Regions from separate parts of the Mus musculus genome. Here region 1 is linked to region 2. Evidence: chromatin contacts called from public ChIA-PET data. All regions are on one chromosome and are shown on one strand. The core of a region is the stretch at or near the end of the contact, and the rest is flanking DNA. Distances in the headings are between cores, read along the strand shown.

Region 1 (2,900 bases), core at 152-2,651, 610 kb after region 2:
TGAAACTCCTGCAAGTTTCTTTCAAGTACAGCTAATCAAATTTTTTGAAGACTCCTATAAACCAGTCAGAGAAGACTGTAAATTAGGACAGGGAAGGCAGGAGACGAAGTTGCTTATACATCAATACATTAAACTTCCTTATCTTGAAAGGTCATCCTTTAACTTGCTTATTCCCTAAGGAACAGAGGACTCGAGCCCATCAGCCTAGCTTCAGAGGATAATTTACCCAAATGTGTCAAGTCAACTCAGAATGGATCTTCAACAGCCCTTCATTGGGCTATAATCTTAGCTATATTCTTTATCAGAAACTCGGTGGTTCTAAAGCTAATTAATACCCAAGGAGACCCCTTATTTTTCCTTCACACTATCTTCTATTACAATTAATTGTGAATTTGGTGACGTATGCCTTGAAATAAGTAAACCTGAGCTTAAGATATGTAAACATAAACAAATTAAATGAAGGGTGAGGTTGAGTTTCTCTTACTAAAATACAGTGTCATCTCTCTCTAACCAGTGGTGATCCAAAGTCATGACCCTATTTATCAGCGACACTTACCCATGCCTTTATTATGTTATTAGTCTGCTACACGTTAGCTTTTCAAGATGTAGCATTAAGGAGTCATCATGACAACAATCTCCGTTTTGCTCTAGTTTTTAGATTTACTCTCTCTCCAACTCTTTTCTATAGCACCAAGACGGTCCCCAGTCACATCTCCCTGCAGCAGCATCATTCCTTCTATTTCAACAGCAATCAGGTTTTGAGAGTAAATACCTTAAGCTGTTGCCCTTGAAGAGCCGAACCTTTACTTCTCTGTGTGAATTGGAACAAGCTTAATCTATTACCATGCATGAGATTAGCATATTGCCCTCTGCAGCAAATAGGAACAGAACTGCATGGGTGTTCATCCTTCCCCATCCCCCTTCCCTTTGCCGTCCTGTGTCCACACTCTTCTTTGTATCCATGATCATTTCCTCATTTTTAAAATAGCTGCCATGTCTTCTTTTCCCCTCACAGTAGGAGCCTAAACCAAAGTAATAGTAGTCCAAAGAGCTGAGAGTGGGGGTGGGTGGGTAAGGGGGACTTTTGGTATAGCATTGGAAATGTAAATGAGCTAAATACCTAATAAAAAATGGAAAAAAAAAAAAGAATTTCCTATTTTCTAGGAACAGTAAACTAATAGAAAAAAAGTTCTGCCCAAAGGCAACCATTAAAAAAACATTTACCCCAGTGCTTCTTCTGTATGTTCAGCTCTACCACATCAGTCCTTGGTTTACAACCCCAGAGACAATTTTGGTTTGTTTTGCTGCCCTGAAAAAGGCCTGAGGCAGTTTATTATCTTAACCTCTGTGCATTGTGATACGAAGCAGGATCCCAGACATTTCCTGTCTAAACTAGTTCTGCTCTTTATATCGACAAAATGAAAATGTGTTTCAGACACTTTTACTTTCTCTTTTACAGGAAGACTCTATGCAAGACTCATATCCTCAAGAGAAAGATTGTTTGCAAATGATTATTTTTTTTTGCAAAGGATTCTTATTTGATTTCAATACAATCATTTCAGCTATGTTTTATAGTAATTTATAATGTGTGTTTAGCCTAACAGAGTGTGAACACAGGAAGGCAAAGGGATAGAGGGCAGGACAAGAATGAGACACCCATGCAGGTCCCACTCCTACCTTCTGCAGAGGGCAATGCCCTAATCTCATGTATGGGGATAGATTCAGTCTGCTGTTCCAATTCACACAGAGAATTAAAGGGTCAGCTATTTAAGGGCATCAGCTTATGGTATTTACTCTCAAAACCTGATTGCTGTTGGGATGGAGATATGACTAAGGACCATCTTGTGCTACAGAAGAGAAGGGGAGACAGAGCAAATCTAAAAACTAGAGCAAACTGGGGATTGTTGTCATTATGACTCCTTAATGCTACACTTTGACAAGCTAATATGGAGTAGACTAATAACAATTTCACAATGCAACTTTGGCTACAGATCAGCCAATAAATAGGGTCTTGACTTTTTATCACCATTGATTACCGAGATATGCAACAGTGTATTTGAATAGTAGGAACTCAGCCCCACCCTCTATTTCAGTTTATGTAGTAAATTTCAAGCTTGCCAAGCTAAAGATGAAGCTTTTCTCCTAAGCAGTTAAACAATTAACTGGTTTAAATAAACTTAGTATTGAAGGAACATATTAGAAAGTGCCTTTACAGGCAGATTTCATTTTTTAATTTAGCTACCCTTATCTTTTTGTGCAATACAAATGCTCTCTTAATTTACTTGCTTTTGATTTATAAGAGAACACTGTTACTACTAAGATGTAATTACTGTGTGAAGTCTCTACTGGATGAGTTTGTATGAGGCTTAATTGTTGACTGTGAAAGATCGTAGACCTTAGTTCTTTCCTAACCATTCCTAAGACAAAGTGAGACTCACAAGACAACTACCAGAAAGTGTAGATAGGATATCAGCATCATTCTAAATCAGTTTGGAAACTGTAGGAGCTTCCTTCTTTGACTTTCCTGTAGTGTTCTGTATTACTTACTACTTCTCTATTTCTGTGATAAGACACCAAAAGCAAGGCAGAGGGGAGAGAGAGAGAGAGAGAGAGAGAGAGAGAGAGAGAGAGAGAGAGAGAGAGAGCTTATTTTGGGTTTATAGTTCCAAAGGGTGAGTTTGTGACCATCGTGATAGAAAGCATGGCAGGAAGCAGGCATCACAGCCTTGGATCAGTCACTTACATCTTGTAACATGACCATGGGATACAGAGAGCACACTGGGAATAGTGTGGGCTTCTGGAATATCAAAACCGTTTCTAGTGATACACTTCCTCAAACAAGGACACAGCTCCAAATCTTTCCCAATGATCTTCTCTATCAACAAACAGATGACCAAGGA
Region 2 (2,938 bases), core at 122-2,621:
TAAGAGAATCCAATGTAAACATGGGCTAACAATTTGAACTGATATTTTTCCCAAAGAAAATGAATAAAGCACCAAGAAGAACACAGGAAGATACTGAGTATCGTTAGTCATTGAAGGAACGGAAATCAACCCAAAACACAAGGAGGTGCCACTTGCTCCCTGCAGGACAGTGTATGATCTAAGAGGACACATGAGAACAAGCACAGATAGAAACATGGAAAACAAGAAAAACAAGAGCTCTTCCTTGGGGGCTACAATGAGAGGAAAATGGTAAGGCTGTTTTGGGGACAATCTGGCAGTTCCTTCTCAAACTAAAAATGGACTTTTCATATGACCCAGCACTGTACTTAGGCATTTATCCCAGAGAAATGAAGGCATTTTTACATAGGAGAACTGTCCACAAATGTATACACTGGATACCCTTCCAAGTATGAATGAGGCAAGATTGTGGTATACACATAGCCTAGATCACTTCTCAGATGAATAAAACATAATGAAGTAAAAGAACACGGATCAAACTACTTAAGTACACAAGGACCTCGAGGATGCTAATGCCGAGTCCAAAGCCACCCTCTAAAGGGTACACACTACATTGCTCCATTTTCATAACACTTGTGACAGCATATAACGACGGGGCCGGAGAACGGAGTAGTCGCTACCATTGGTTAGAGGTGGGGGAGACAGACTTTATAGGTCAAGTGGGGAGACAATCTTCTAAAGTAGACCAGTTCATCTTATTAAGTCAGGAGATGTAAGACATGCTATAATCACATACAACTTAAAACACACACACACACACACACACACACACACACACAGTGAGACAGGAGAGGTATCAACTGCTTTCAGAGAATTTGCAGCTTCAGCTGGTAAACCAGTTGTCTCCCCTTTGTGGCATTACAGTCCACACTCCAGAGGTAATGATGCAGGAGATAGAAGAGCCTTTCTAAGTGGCTCCACAGAAAATGTGCAATAAAAACGACATGACCCTGACTTTAACCTGGAAGCCAGTACCATGCAATAGGTATAATAGTTTTCTTCCTAGAGTTGTACTGAATAAGGTACAGAATATAACCCCATTTCAGATATGCTATGGAATGTTATTTGAAGTCTTCCCTCACCACATAAGATGACTCACTAATAGTGAGTCAGTGTGACTAGGCAAGGGAGACAGAGTGGTTCATACCATTCCACCAAGTGTTGTCCCTGCCACTTGTATCACCTGTGGTACCAGGGAACTGCACAGATCTCAGGATCACCCAGGCCTGCTGAATCCAGAACTCTTGGGAAAGAGCCTTGGATTCTATGTGAGTCCATTGTAATGCCCAGTACATTTTGTGCAGCAGGGAACTGGTAGCTAAAAACTTAGTAAACAAGAGCTCAGTGGTCAAGCAGCCAAACCTGGGTTCACAGTCTATGCTTACCATCCACAAACTGGGCAATCTTGGGAAATACTAATTTGTCTGGGCTTAGTTTCCTGGTTCATCCAAAGGGGTTGATCCTTCTACTGACCTGACCAAATGATACATTCTTTTCTTTTTCTTTTTAATTTCTTTTCTCCCTAGACAGGGTTTCTCTGTGTAGCCCTGGCTGTCCTGGAACTCACTTTGTAGACCAGGCTGGCCTTGAACTCAGAAATCCGCCTGCCTCTGTCTCCCGAGTACTGGGATTAAAGGTGTGCACCACCACGCCCGGCTTCCAAACGATACATTTTAATTAAAGTACAGCACCTTATGAGCATTTCTGCAAAAGATAGCTGTAATCACTTCAGCTGAAGGGAGCCAGCAGATTATCAGAAACACAGGCAGCTGTCAATGAGGAGACCTGGGCTGAAGAATCTGGAGTGTGGCTCTCCTGCGAGACCCCCATGCACATCTCTTAGCTTCTGTCAGTCTCAAAGCTGTGAAGCTCAAATGAAATTATGTACATGCAGTATAATCAGGAAAGTAGTATGCAATTGCAGGTTATTATGGCAAATTATATCAGAAGGAATGGAATAAACATTTTTTAAAAACTACCAACAATGAAAAAAACAAAAAAACAGTTTTGCAAAGACAGCCAAGAGACAAACGAGGAGCAGACCCGTTAAAAGAAAATGAAAGCAGAAGCCGCAGCTCCCCACACAGCAGCAGTGTGTAGTTTAAAAGCTTTCTCCTCATCAGAAGCTGTACAAGGAAGGAAGCCGCTGCTGTGGCTTGCTGTCTTCCCAGGGTTCCCACAGATCCTCTCTCACAAGCACGTTGGCCAAATGATCCTGCTTTTTCGCTAGCCACAGTGGACAGGCAAGAAGCCAGCAATGAGCCTCTAATCTTCAGACTCACACAATTCCAGGCTGCCTGAGGTGATAGTTTGTCTCGAGTATTTACTTATGAACTGGGTGAACATCACAGCTGCTCTTTTTCTGCCAGCCCCGTCCCTTCTAAGTAATGATTCTTCTCTGTTTATACCCAGATTTGAGTCACATCTCTTATGAAAAAAAATCAGAAAGCTAATACTTGGGGTGGCTGAAGTTCCAGAGTGCCCTGTGATGAGGAAAAGGAAATACAGACTAGTGCATCTCTGTTCTTGGATGAGTGTGTGAGTGCGTGTGTGCCATCCACATGTTAGGTCCGTCTTAAGAAGATCGTGGTCCAGTGAAAACACTGTGAAGTTGTCAGATGTTCATATGGAAGCGGGGGGGGGGGGGCAGGGAAGATAAGGCATGGGTGGCTACAGAAGGCATTGGTGAGGAAGATGAGAACAGGGATGTGTATCTCGAAGATTTCCAGGACTCTTTGCTAAGCACTGATGACGGAGCAAGAGCTACAAACACTGGAAGATGGGCATTTCTAGGCTAATGGTAGTCCATCAGGATCAAAGGGTCCATGGGGAGGGAAAACACCCAATTTGGAGTGGGTCAGGAATGGTTAAAGAGCTCAGGGCAGGGGGAGGGGGTTAA

What was found. ChIA-PET counts read pairs in DNA pulled down with a chosen protein or histone mark.
Region 1: a contact with region 2 is called in an RNA polymerase II ChIA-PET map of memory CD8 T cells, with 7 read pairs. The contact joins two enhancer-like sites. A contact is called at or near these places in 1 of 484 Hi-C or Micro-C datasets (bone marrow-derived macrophages) and 3 of 115 datasets of contacts at active chromatin or transcription factors (bone marrow-derived macrophages, large pre-B cells and memory CD8 T cells).

The regions. Positions count from the first base shown.
Region 1 is chr15:53,722,935-53,725,834 of GRCm38.p6, forward strand. The region is part of intron 2 of Samd12 (sterile alpha motif domain containing 12); the gene reads right to left. Among named protein-coding and RNA genes, the nearest start is that of Mir28c, 110 kb to the left of the region's middle. Within about 2 kb of position 1,402, at least 55 of the 459 cell types and tissues checked have an H3K27ac peak or open chromatin away from gene starts, as enhancers often do. A contact at or near this core is called in memory CD8 T cells, where this site is marked.
Region 2 is chr15:53,111,775-53,114,712 of GRCm38.p6, forward strand. The region is part of intron 1 of Ext1 (exostosin glycosyltransferase 1); the gene reads right to left. Among named protein-coding and RNA genes, the nearest start is that of Gm41323, 180 kb to the left of the region's middle. Within about 2 kb of position 1,372, at least 126 of the 459 cell types and tissues checked have an H3K27ac peak or open chromatin away from gene starts, as enhancers often do. A contact at or near this core is called in memory CD8 T cells, where this site is marked.